Regions from separate parts of the Pan troglodytes genome. Here region 1 is linked to region 2. A link is a contact called in public capture Hi-C data. All regions are on one chromosome and are shown on one strand. Each heading gives the region's core, a stretch centred on a gene start, on an enhancer-like site or on the middle of the called end of the contact. The rest is flanking DNA. Distances are from core to core; before and after follow the strand shown.

Region 1 (6,249 bases), core at 3,530-6,029, 160 kb after region 2:
ACTTATTCCGATTTCATGTGGGTCTGGGTGGGACACGAGAATCTGCATTTTTAACTAGCTTTTGGGGGATGCCAATTCTTCTGTTTTATAGAACACACTTTGATTAGCATCATTCTATACCAGAAGTTGACAGACTTTCTCTATAAAGGGCCAAATAGTTAATATTTTCAGTTTTGTAGGCGCTGAAATCTTTGTTACAAGTACTCAATTCTGCTATTGCAGCAGGCAGAAACATGTAAATGGATGGATGTGGCTGTGTTCTAATAAAACTTTATGTATTTTTTATTTTTTGTTGAGACGGAGTCTCGCTCTGTTGCCCAGGCTGGAGTGCAGTGGCGCAATCTCAGCTCACTGCAAGCTCCGCCTCCCGGGTTGACGCCATTCTCCTGCCTCAGCCTCCCGAGTAGCTGGGACTACAGGCGCCCGCCACCACGCCCGGCTAATTTTTTTGTATTTTTAGTACAGACGGGGTTTCATCTTGTTAGCCAGGATGGTCTCGATCTCCTAACCTCGTGATCCGCCCGACTTGGCCTTCCAAAGTGCTGGGATTACAGGCGTGAGCCACCGCACCCGGCCAAAAACTTTATTTATAAAAACAGATGGTGGGCCAGATTCCTTGCAGTTGCAGTTTGCTGACTCTTGGCTTAGACCAATCATGGTTCATCTCCTGGACTCATCTCCTCTGAATATATTGCTGACTAAAGGCTGAACCAGTAGGGATTCTCCTAGTCAAGGAAGACATAGGTGAGGATTCCTGAGAAGCATGTCAATTGCTGTGATCTCAGCCATTGGCATGGAGCAATTCTTAGGTTATTTTTGCTGGAGGTAAGTGTTAGTGATTCCCCCACAACCTAGCTACAGCTTATCATAAAATCAAATCTTGGCTGGGCGCGGTGGCTCACGCCTGTAATCCTAGCACTTTGGGAGGCCGAGGTGGGCGGATCACGAGGTCAGCATTTCGAGACCAGCCTGGCCAACATAGTGAAACCTCTTCTCCACTAAAATTACAAAAATTAGCCAGGCTTGGTGGCGGGCACCGGTAATCCCAGCTACTTGGGAGGCTGAGGCAGGAGAATGGCTTGAACCCAGGAGGCAGAGGTTGCAGTGAGCCGAGACCACACCATTGCACTCCAGCCTGGGTGACAGAGTAAGATTCCGTCTCAAAAAATCAATCAATCAATCAGTCAAATGTCAGTCCAAATTCTGCTACTCTTTTTGTTTTTTTCTTTTTTTTTTTTGAAACAAGAGTTTTGCTCTTGTTACCCAGGCTGGAGTGCAATGGAGTGATCTTGGCTCACTGCAATCTCCCCCTACCAGGTTCAAGAGATTCTCCTGCCTCAGCCTCCCAAGTAGCTGGGATTACAGGCACCCGCCACCACGCCTGGCTAATTTTTGTACTTTTAGTAGAGATGGGGTTTCACCATATTGGCCAGGCTGGTCTCGAACTCCAGACCTCAGATGATACACCTACCTCGGCCTCCCAAAGTGCTGGGATTACAGGAGTGAGCCACTGCGCCCGGCCCAAATTCTACTACTCTTATAGCCAAATATTTATTAGCAAAGCAGGCACAAAACAGTTCATACAACCTGTTCTGAAAGGTTGTTGACAAAGTCCCAGCATTTTGTTCTTTTTTTCCTTTATTATTATCTTTATTTTTAAATTTAATTTAGTTTTTGGCTGGAATCAAATGACTGGTATATTATTATTTTCAATTGACACATAATAGTGATACATATTCATGGGGTACAGCGTGACATTTCGCTACATGTATACAATGTGTAACAATCAAATCGGGATAATCAGCATAGCCATCACCTCTAACATTCATCATTTCCTCGTGTTGTGAACATTCAAAATCCACTCTTGTAGCTATTTGAAAATATAAAATAAATTGTTGTTAATGATAGTCATCCTATGTACCCTATACAGCCTAGCACTCCGTTCTTATAGGTGCTCTGGTCACAACCTGCAGGAAGGGTGTATTCAAAGCAGGCATAACAACATTCCAAAAGCTGGGCCCTGTGCTCTCTGGCCTGTATGAGGCAATCAGAAATTCTCTTAAACCAGTGACTGGAACAGAATCAGTTAGTGAATGAGGCAGGGAAGGGTATAGGTGAAGGGTAAAGGGTTGCATCCTGTATCACATTCTTGTCAATCTACTTGTCTTGAGTACCTTAATTCCACCAATGAAAATCCATTTGTAATATCGTCATGCAAATTAACAAGTCACTAGTTTCACCAATAGAAACCCTATTCCTGAACTGCAGGAAGCACTCGCAATACCTGTGGCCGGAGTGTGGACCTTTCTAACGTTGTGCTTGCGAACCATCCTGAACAACATATTCTTCATTGCTGATTAGCTGACCCCTCTTATTATACAGCCGAGCTTAGACTCACTGTATGGATAGTTTAGCTCGCTGATTAATTACACTGAAGTATGTTCAAGTAAAGTACAGATTTGGTAACCAACTATGTCTACCACAGGGCTTGTGGCAAGAATAGGGATGACGTAGTTAAAATCCTGGCAGACAGTGGGCACTTATTTAAAAAAAAGGAGAGGAATAAAGAGTGCTATGACTGCTGTTCAGAGAACTTGTCAGAAATAAAGTAATACCAGTCTGCGTGTGTGTGTGCGCATGTGTGTCTGTGTGCGTGCATCTGTGTGTGTGAGTGTGTGTGTGTGTGTGTGTGCTCTCAGCCATATGGCTTCCTGTGCTTTCTGTGCTTTTCTGATTTTACAAGGTAGAGGTACAGACAAGAAAAAGGAGGCACTGATTGGATAAGAGCTGGGTTCAAATCTAGTTTGTTGCTCACTAGCTGTGTAAGTTTGTCAGTTGCTAGGTAAGTTGTTAAAACTTTACAAGCAGTGGTGTAGCACAGCTCAAAGTAGAAAATAGTGCTGTTGGTTTTCCCCTCTGCAGTTGTCAAGAAGGGGCCTCATATGCAACATGGGGATAATGATGGTGATGATTAAGTAAGAAGGCATGTGAGACACAGTCTACTGCCTGCACACAGCAAGCTCTTGGTAAATGTTGTCTGCCATTATCCTCATCCTGATTTCGCAGATCAAGGCTTACAGAGCTTAAGTGATGCTCTCAAAGACAGAGGCAGAGCCTGGGAAAATAACAGCTACACAACAGTGCCACCCACACCAAAATAATATATTCCAGGGGTATGGTGAATCTTTTACCTAAGGCTTTTCTAGAAATTAAGGACATCTATCAGTGATTTGAGTCTTACATTTAAATGACAACGTTGAAAAAGTATTTAAACAGGGTCTTTGGCCAGTGTAGGCTGCATTAGATTAAAAAAAAAAAAAACAGTTATCCAAGTTCTTGCTTTTCTGTGTCCAGAAAGTTCTGAGATTAGGGGTCTTTATCAACTGTAGGGGGCACTTATCCTTGGTCTCCCATCTGAACCTGCTTGTTAAACTTGGGGAGTTTCTCCCCTGTTATTCTTGGTAGGAAGCAGTATTGGTTTTTCACCACAGAAACTGAAAATGTCAAAAATTGATTTCCAGTCCTCCTGAGGGATTTAGGGTCACCCAAATCCTGTATGATATCATCTTACTCAATTACATCTGCAAAAATCCTATGTCCAAGAAGGTACCATTCTGAGGTTCTGGGCAGACATGAATTTTGGGAGTAGCAGGGAGACTCTCTTCGGCTCTCTACGTCTACTAATAATCTTTATTTATTTTTATTTTTTTGAGATAGAGTCTTGCGCTGTCACCCAGGCTGGAGTACAGTGGTGCGATCTCAGCTCACTATAGCCTCCACCTCCCGGGTTCAAACAATTCTCCTGCCTCAGCCTCTCGAGTAGCTGGGATTATAGGCAGCCGTCACCACACCTGGCTAATTTTTATATTTTTAGTAGAGACGGGGTTTCGCCATGTTTAATGTGAGAAATATTTCATGCCTGTAATCCCAGCACGGCCTGTATTTCTCACATTTAATGCGACCTTTGTATGTTTCTTTCTTTTTTTTTTTTCTTTGAGAGGGAGTCTTGCTCTTGTCACCCAGGCTCGAGTGCAATGGCACGATCTCAGCTCACTGCAACCTCTGCCTCCTGGATTCAAGCGATTCTCCTGCCTCAGCCTCCCAAGTAGCTGGGATTATAGGCACCCACCACCACACCCAGCTAATTTTTGCATTTTTAATAGAGATGGGGCTTCACCATGTTGGCCAGGCTGGTCTCGAACTCCTGATCTTGTGATCTGCCCGCCTTGGCCTCCCAAAGTGCTGGGCTTACAGGCGTGAGCCAGTGCGCCTGGCCAGATCTTTGTATGTTTCTTTGTGGATATATTGATGTATCAGATGGCACAGGGAGTGCTGCCCCCACCCCGCTGGAGGTGCAATGTAATATCAGATATAGGCACCGCATCACATTTCTAAAATACAAAAAGTGTAGAATTCCAAAGTGTATTGGGCTATAAGGGTTTGGATAATAAATTTGGATGTATATTTTACGTCATTTTAAAGCTGAGGAATAGAGACACTAAATACCAGCGCCGGTGAGTGTCAGTGCCTGGACTGGAATCCAGGGATCGGAGTTCTGAGTTGAGTCTCTAACCACTAGGCTCTCTTAAGAGAGGTAGACTGATGCTTATTAACTGCATGAACGAAAGAGTAAAGGAGGCTGACTGGGCCTTGTTCCAATTCCTGGGCTGTTTTGCCTGCTGCTAGGGAGATTCCTATCTTTCTCTGGCAGAACATCTTTCTAAGCCCCGTGCTGCAGCTGTAAGTGTGCGTGCGAAACATGCACGGACACACACCACACACACACAGACTCACACCTTGGAGAGGAGCTGCATGCTGTTATATTTCCTGGAGCTTTGTGGCTGCCTATTGTTTCAGCGATCTCATCTTTATGAATGAGGCGACAGAACCCACTAGTAACCAGGCGAGGAAGTGAAAACAGATGCTTTTCCAGCCAGGCAGGGCTGTGCTGAGCAGTTTGTCACTGGTTAAACCTCTGTCTCCATCAAGACACACTCCCTGTAAAAAATGATTACCGTTCTCTCTCTCTGACTTTAGGAACTGCTCCGGTCCTGAAAACTCAAAGTCACAGCTAACAGGAAAAGGATAATTTGTCTGTTGGGTACTTAGACCAGAATAAGGCAATGGGGTACAGTGATGCTATTTCTGAAAGTGTGAAGGCCTAATTTCCTCCAGCCAAGAGAGGAAGTGAGCCTGCTTTGCGTGCTTGAAAGCTTCCTTGAGAGGAGGTGAGGTTGCCTCTAGAAGGCAGTGGAAAATCAACGTGGTTTTAAGTGAGCAAAAGTCTTCAAAAAAGCCTCAGGAAAAAGATAGGCTATAGGTTTGGCCAAGGACAGACCATCAAGCAATATTGTTGATTGAAACACAGTTGTAGAAAGGTGAATACTGTATGATTTCCTCTACGTTTAAAAAAAGGACATGTATTTGCACGTGTGTGTATGTTTAGATGTGTAAAAATATTTTAAAAAGGACGAGAAGAATACTCTCTTACCATTAACACAGGAAGTAAATAAAAAATGGGGTGGGGGTGGGGAAAGCCATGTCAGAGGGAGAGAAGGGTGAGGTTCTATTTTCAGTCATATATACTACAGTGTTTTTCCTTTACTTCTGTAATCTAAAATAAAAATAAATAAAGTCAACTGGCAAAAGCAAACACCCAAGCAAACAACTACATAATAAACAGAAAGCCCTTTAATTTCTAAGAATCAGGAGGCTTCAGAACATGAAAGAACTTCCTGGTTCGAGGCATTCCTCGTGAAATCATGTTTGGAAGCCAATCTGGAATTCTACCCCGCCCGGAACGAGGTAGACTCCATAAAGCAGTATTGAAATTTCCCTGTTGAACAAAAAATAAATGTTTGATGCTTTCTCTCGACCTCTGTTTAAAGTTATTAACTCTTCTTTTATTTAACTTTTATTAAAGTTATTAGCTCTTCTTTCAGCTTACTGCTGTGGTGGTGTGTGTGTGTGTGTGTGTGTATGTGTGTGTGTGTATTTAAAGCATAGGAAACATCCAAATGACTAATGTTGTTTACATTCTATTCTTTAAAATACACATCATACTAGATGAAGGCATAAAACAATATCTTTAAATATTAAAGAAAAACAATCCTGTTTAAAAACCAGCCTCTTCCAGAGCCTAAGAGAGATGCACTAGGCCCTTGAGGATGCTTGAGACTGTGTGCAAAAAAATTGGGGTCTTTGGTTAATCTATTGTAAAACAATCAGGTTGCATCCTGGCTTTTAGAT
Region 2 (6,594 bases), core at 2,140-4,639:
AATACCACCCCCAAAACACATGAATGTTTAAGTTTTAAATAAATGTCCCCTCACTGTAGAGCATATCACTATCCACCTGTAAGACAAAGACACCCTTGATGATCTATCTATATAGTGTCTAAAGAAAGAAAAAAAAATTTCCTTGATCTTCTTAAGTCTTAAAAAAGCCAGGATGATAGTACAATATGATAAATCTAGACTACTAAGATAATATAAGTTTAGGCAAATCAATTCCCCAAATACAGAATGGCCAGCTTTTTTTTCTTACAATCATACCCAAACTAGCTGGGTTTATAACTGGGCGTTGTTGCAATTTCCGGCTCCCAACTATGTGTCAGGATTTATGGTATGTTGCGTCATATCCAAAAAGCTATGAAATGCCTTTTCTTTAGAACAAAAGACATGACATTTCCACATCTACCTGGTTCCCGCTCTTTCAAGCATCACCTCTGACTTTACAGTTATATTTTTTAAAGGACTGTGATCTTTTTACAAATAGGCTGTTGAAATTGTCCTTGGGAGGTGGAAGACAGGGGTCAATGAACCATTTTGCAAACAGGGAAATAGTAGCAAAGAAAGGTTAAGCAACTCATAATTGGTCACAAAACAACGCAGTGGTAGAACCAGAACTCAACGCCAAGCTGGGGTGCTCCCACCCACAGCCAGGCATTCTGTCCTGCCTGATGATCTAGCCCATGTTTTCCACACCACCTACCGGTAACTGGCCTTTTCATTTCTTTCAGGGAACTGGGGCATCTCACAGGGCCCCTGCAACGGTACCGGCACTAGCAGAAACCACTTAGCTAACTGGAGTCTGTGTTTAAAGCCTCTTTTTATGATGCCATTAAGACATTAGATTTGTAGTATGCTAAGTGCTGGGTTTCCTGTGTCCCAGGAAACTCAAAAACATTCTAAAGATTTGATATACAGACTACAGTTCTCACGCCAATCACATGATCAGAAAAGGAACTGGCACTGGCTGAAGAGCAGGTGAAGGAAGAGTCCAATCAATCGTGTTGGCAAATTCATCGTGGGTCTCATACACCCAGTTTTCCGAAGAATTCAAGCACACAATCAAGTGACACTGAGAGGAGGAGGCACTTGTTTTAACCGAGGACCACTTTGACAGATGCTTCCCTAAGACCGATTCATGTTCCCATCATTCGCTTGTCAATTACGGCCTGCCCATCAGGGTCTTTTCAACTGTTTTTAAGCAGCAAGATCCTCTATTCAAACAAAATATTAAACTCTGATAGGAGAAGCTCTGGCTACAGTGAGGATGGGCGCAACTCCAAACACAGGTGGAATCCTTTGCCCTAGATAACGCCCACCAGGGCTCAGGAATATTATGTGAGCATGCCTTCAGTGATCACCTTCTCTTTCTATAAATGCCATTAGTACACTGAAAATTCTGCTGAGCAAATGAGCCTTCTTAAAAATGTCTTCAGTGTGCTCACATTCCTTGTATTTTATGACAAATCATTTGGGTTCCTGAGGTACCTATAAATGGATACTAGCTTGCCAGACAGAAAGGACAACATTTTGGACAGCACCAAACGGCTGCCCAAATAATATTCCTGGCTCTAGTTGATCATCACTCCCAGTACCTTTTATGGCCACTAGAAATTCACTACAGAAAAAGATCAGGAACGCCAGAAAAACTTAAGTGAAGGCTAGGGTCTCTCAATGCTCAAACTATTGACATTTGGGACCAGATAATTCTTTGATGGGGCTGTCCTGTGCACTGTACCATGCTGAGCATTGTCCCTGGCCTCTGCCCACTGGATGCCAGCAGGCACACCCACACACACAGTATGACAACCAAAATGCCTCCAGACATTGCCAGATACTGATTGGGAACAAAATCGCCCCAGTTAAGAAGCAGTGCATTTGGGCTGGATGCACAAGTTATTTTTTTTTTAAAGTGTGTTTTGTGAGCAAAACGATACACGTTTAAAAAATATATATATTTTTTCAGAACAAGGAGACCTCTTAACTCAACCCTGTTATTACAGAAATGAGAAAATTAAGGCCCTGAAAGGTTAAATGACTTATACAGAGTGATACCAAAAAGAGCCTGGACGTGACTCTGGCTCTCCAAACCCCATTCCTGGCCAGCGTTGTCTGGAGATGGGAATAGAGAGGGGGAGACGGGGAGACAGACAGACAGACAGACAGACACAGGCGGAACAGCACGGGACGGAGACAGGGCAGCTTACCCAGATGGATTCCTTCGGGAAGCCCATCCTCAGATCCGTCTTCAGAACCACCTTCCCCTCGATCCACGGCTCCATTTTCATCCAGAGGGGCGGCGAGGTCAGGAGAACACGTCCCCGGCTGCCTCCCGTCCACAGACATGGTGGGCGACTCCGCGCCGGCCCTCCGGTCCTTCTTGTGGACCCTGGAGTGCAAGACCAGCTGGTGGTAGGTTCTGAAAGCTTTGCCGCACTCGGAGCAGTGCGTGGGCTTCTCCTTGCTACTGGGTAACTTGGGATCCGCGTCCACGGAGGGCGCTTCGCCCTGGGAGTGTTTGCACTTCTCTTTCTCTTGCGAGGGGCCTGCACAACTGCCCTTATTTGTTTCTCCAAGCTCCTTCTCGGAACTCGAATCGTCGTTGTCGGTGCTCCCTTCTTGCCCCGATTCCTTCACTTCTTGGCAAATGGCAACTTTTCCTTTGGTAGCCAGCTGCCAAGCCTGGAAGGTGGTGAACGGATCGAGCTGAGGGATGCATCTGACAGGCTTCTTCCTCGTTTCAGGGTGAGATTTTGGTCTCAAGTTGAACAACTGCAGGAAGTCTTCCCTCGAGGACGGCATTCCTCCTTGTGGAGAGTCTGTCTGCGCGCTGCTGGTACCGAAAGCAGTTTTTTTGGTGTGCACCTTGCGGTGCTCAATTAGACTTTCTTTATTTGGAAATAGGAAGCCACAAACCATGCAGATTTTGTAAGGAGAGGAGATGCTCTCGGCCGCGTGCACCTGGACGACCTCGTTGATCGTTGCTGGACTACTCTCCAAGCCTTGCTGCAGTTTGCTTCTGGCCCCCGATTTGCCATTATGTGTCCGCATGTGATTTTTAAGAAACCAAGGCTCCTTGAATCTTCTTCCGCACATGTTACACCCGTAAGTGAAAGAATCTTTGTGTGTTCTCATGTGGATCTCAACATCAAAAGCGACTCTAAATGTCTGCCCGCACACCTCACAGCTAAATTCATTTTCCTTGCAATTCTTTTCCTTGGGAGGTTCTGTTCGCACTTGACTTTTATCAAGCGGACTGAGATACTCTGCTTCAACCCGAAGAACTGCTGGTTCACAGAGGGTAGGCCGGTGTTGCATTAAGACATGTTTATTAAGGTCTTCTGAATGTGTGAAGGTCTGGCTGCAGAACATGCAATCCAAGGGCATATACCCCTCGATTTGGATGACATTTTTTTCTTGTGTAGCTCGGAATGGAACAACAGCGGTCCCTTTCATTGACAAGGCATCCTCCATCTCCATCGGACTGCCAAGAGAGCTGCCAATCACTTCTGGCCCATCCATGTACATTAAGAGGGATTGAGTTGGCATGTTTCCTGTCACTTTCGATTGCATATAATCTCAAAGTTCCGTTGGGGAATTTCTGGAGTTGGAATAAGGCCACTTGTAAGACTTGTCACTCACCCCTCTAACAGCCCTGGGTTCCAAAAACCAGAGCAAATATTTATTATAAAAGTTCAAAAGAAAGTGTATAGTCCTCTAACTTCTTCGAACTTTTAGGAAGCTCAGTGATGGTGTCACTGGTTATTTCCACAAACAAGGCATACAGGCTTCCCAATGCCTCGATTCAAATATGAATCAGCACAAAGCATTAGTTCTCTTTGTCTCCATTGAATGAGTGTTTCAATTGAGCAAGAAGTCAATCCCAGCAACCTGGAGACAAGGGATTTCCAAACCCTAGAGGAAAAAAAAAACAGAAACGGTTAGCTACACTCAGAGCAAAGAGAAGGCTGGTGTGGGTGAGTCATACGGTCTTTTCCACACAGCAGAGAAGGTACCTAATTCAATTGCTTCACTTTTAACTAATATATAGGGCATCCTGTTAAACGTGCTTGTTAATTAAATCACTGGCATTTTATCCAGTCAGTACACTTATTAAATCAGAATTTCATCCAGTTAAAAGCCAGTTTAAATCAGTGCTTTACCGACTTAAATCTAAAATGTCAAGTTTTAGGTCAGAAATTGTTAAATTCAGCTGAATACATTTTAAATGCCACTAAAATGCACATGTGGATGCCATCAACAGCCTCCCTAAATCTAAAGACTATAAGAACTGTGAAAATTAAGATGAAAAAATTAGAACACTTTAGTAAACTAAAATATTTTAAATCCAGTGTATACAAAACAATTTAAAATTTGTTTCATATACAAACAAATCTGCATCCAAGAAATCTAAGTGCCCAAACACCCCCTTAGAGATTTTGCACATACAGAGGTCAACAAAATGAGCACAGAAATACAGAAACTTTTCCTAAAATCCCCCATTCAAGAAATACTTAACACCTCAGAATGGTCACTCGTCTTGGCCAGGGGAACCCTGATATATTTTGGTTCACTGGATATTCGAAACCTCAATCCACTGTTCAAATCCCGGCTTGCTTTCAACAACTTTCTGCCTTCAACAAGCACTGGGTGGGGCTTCCTAGTCCAAACAACAAATAGGGAAAGACATACACAAAGCTCCTTTGTGAATGTATAGATTTAAAATAAAATCCTCAACAGGGCTGTTTCAACATGGCTTAGTCTTTCATCAGAAAATGGGTCCTCTCATTTTTTTAATCTACCTTTCACATCATGCACTGGCCAGGTGGAAAATTACTTTATTTAGCTCTGCTGCTTCTGGTTTAGAAGCTAATTTTCACTCCTGGAGAAGAATTAACTTCTAAAGCCAATACCCTCTGCCTTTATGGCAAACATTGGATAGGCATTGTTTCTAAATAGTCCCAACTACTTAAAACTTAAGTCAGTTAATTCCACCCAAGAAAACCAAAAGGCATGCAAACTACTCCCAGCAAAGTAACCTTAAAAAACAAAAGCATACTTTACTTTCCTCCCTCTCTCTACTTCCTTAAAGAGCAAGGAAGGCCTGCAGGCTCAGAGAAGCCAAGGAAACATCTCCTCCTTTACACGCTGAAATAGAAATTCTCATACTCCTCGTTATCTTTAGTTTTGAATAAACTAGATCTTTAACATTAAGCTTTTCTAAATAAGACTGCAGATCAAGGATTAGGGTAAAGGAAAGAATGTCCTGAAGTCTTTTCTTTGTTGCTATCACAATGGAGGATCAACACATGGGCTGGTGACCAGCTTGGTGTGATATAATAGAACACTCCAGAGACCCGAGTTCTAGTCACAACCTTCAAGGTGTCACTGCCACATACCACATCTTTCTATTATCTATTTAATGCAGTTGGTTAAACTATAGGATGGCCTTTACAGTTCCAATATTCTGTGGTTCTGAGGATAGAGCTACACATTGAAAAGAATATTCAATTACTCTGCTAATCAGAATGTGAAGTGACTTAGGTTTCTATACATAGAAGCTTAAGTTTCATTTGCTTATTCAACAAGTATTTACTGAATGCTAGCGTCCCAGGCAAGGTTTTAACTGAATAACAGCACATACCCTAGAAAAACAGTTATCAAATTCTGACACCGCTGTTTTCCCTGGCCAAGAACAAAGACTCATTTATTTGAGGTCCTTCCTACTTTTAGATGCTAAAATACGCTTATTTTTTAAAAAATCAAATAGTGGCAATAGGCAACAGTGGAGTTTTTTGGTTTTTTTTAATGTCCTTATTTAGCAAAATCAAAGTTCAGTGAGAATTTGAAAAAAAAAAAAAAAACTAAGTTAGTCCCTATGTCAGCTCTCAACATTATTACTGTATTTTAGAAACTTGACTAATACGTGAAACTGTAATTTTGGGGAACTCCACTTCTCTACTGACATCCTTTAGAAAAAGAGACACCAGCTCTACAGTCTCGGGATTAGAAATATGATGTGAGGACGGGCATAGTGGCTCACACCTATACTCCCAATGCTTTGGGAAGCCGAAGTGGGTGGATCACATGAGGCCAGGAGTTGGAGACCAGCCTGGCCAACATGGTGAAACCCCTCATCTGCTAAAAATACAAAAATTAGCTGGGCATGGTAATACACACCTGTAATCCCAGCTATTTGGGAATCACTTGAACCCAGGAGGTGGAGGTTGCAGTGAGCCAAGATCGCACCACTGGTCCAGCCTGGGCAACAGAGCAAGACTTTGTCTCCCCTCTCCGCCCAAAAAAATAAGAAATATGATGGAGTGTTATTTCCCACTCAGGGAAACAGCATAACTTAGTTACTGAAAATATTTATTAATAGAAAGATGTTTTGGTTCCAATTCTCAATTATCTGGGTTAAAGAAGTTACCATCACTCTCCACACTCCACACAAGACCTTGTAGGATTATTTCACTGCGGTGAAAGACAATGAAGGAGGTTCAGTGGGAAACGATCTTAGGACAGACGAAGCTTCCACTTTGCCTGGGAGGGCGAACAGCGGGAGACCTGGAGATGAGGGCA

The links. Capture Hi-C pulls out chosen DNA fragments and counts their contacts.
Region 1: a contact with region 2 is called in a capture Hi-C map of stem cell-derived neural stem cells, with 3 times the contacts expected there. The contact joins two enhancer-like sites. A contact is called at or near these places in 3 of 7 Hi-C or Micro-C datasets (induced pluripotent stem cells and stem cell-derived neural progenitor cells), 1 of 1 datasets of contacts at active chromatin or transcription factors (stem cell-derived excitatory neurons) and 1 of 1 other capture datasets (stem cell-derived neural stem cells).

What each region holds. Positions count from the first base shown.
Region 1 is chr21:60,041,187-60,047,435 of NHGRI_mPanTro3-v2.0_pri, forward strand. No RefSeq gene overlaps it. Among named protein-coding and RNA genes, the nearest start is that of ZNF217, 140 kb to the left of the region's middle. Within about 2 kb of position 4,780, at least 9 of the 24 cell types and tissues checked have an H3K27ac peak or open chromatin away from gene starts, as enhancers often do. A contact at or near this core is called in stem cell-derived neural stem cells, where this site is marked.
Region 2 is chr21:59,877,777-59,884,370 of NHGRI_mPanTro3-v2.0_pri, forward strand. ZNF217 (zinc finger protein 217) reads right to left here. Exons shown (of 8, transcript XM_063802617.1): 4 at 2,220-3,927. The coding sequence starts at 3,585. Among named protein-coding and RNA genes, the nearest start is that of ZNF217, 26 kb to the right of the region's middle. Within about 2 kb of position 3,390, at least 3 of the 24 cell types and tissues checked have an H3K27ac peak or open chromatin away from gene starts, as enhancers often do. A contact at or near this core is called in stem cell-derived neural stem cells, where this site is marked.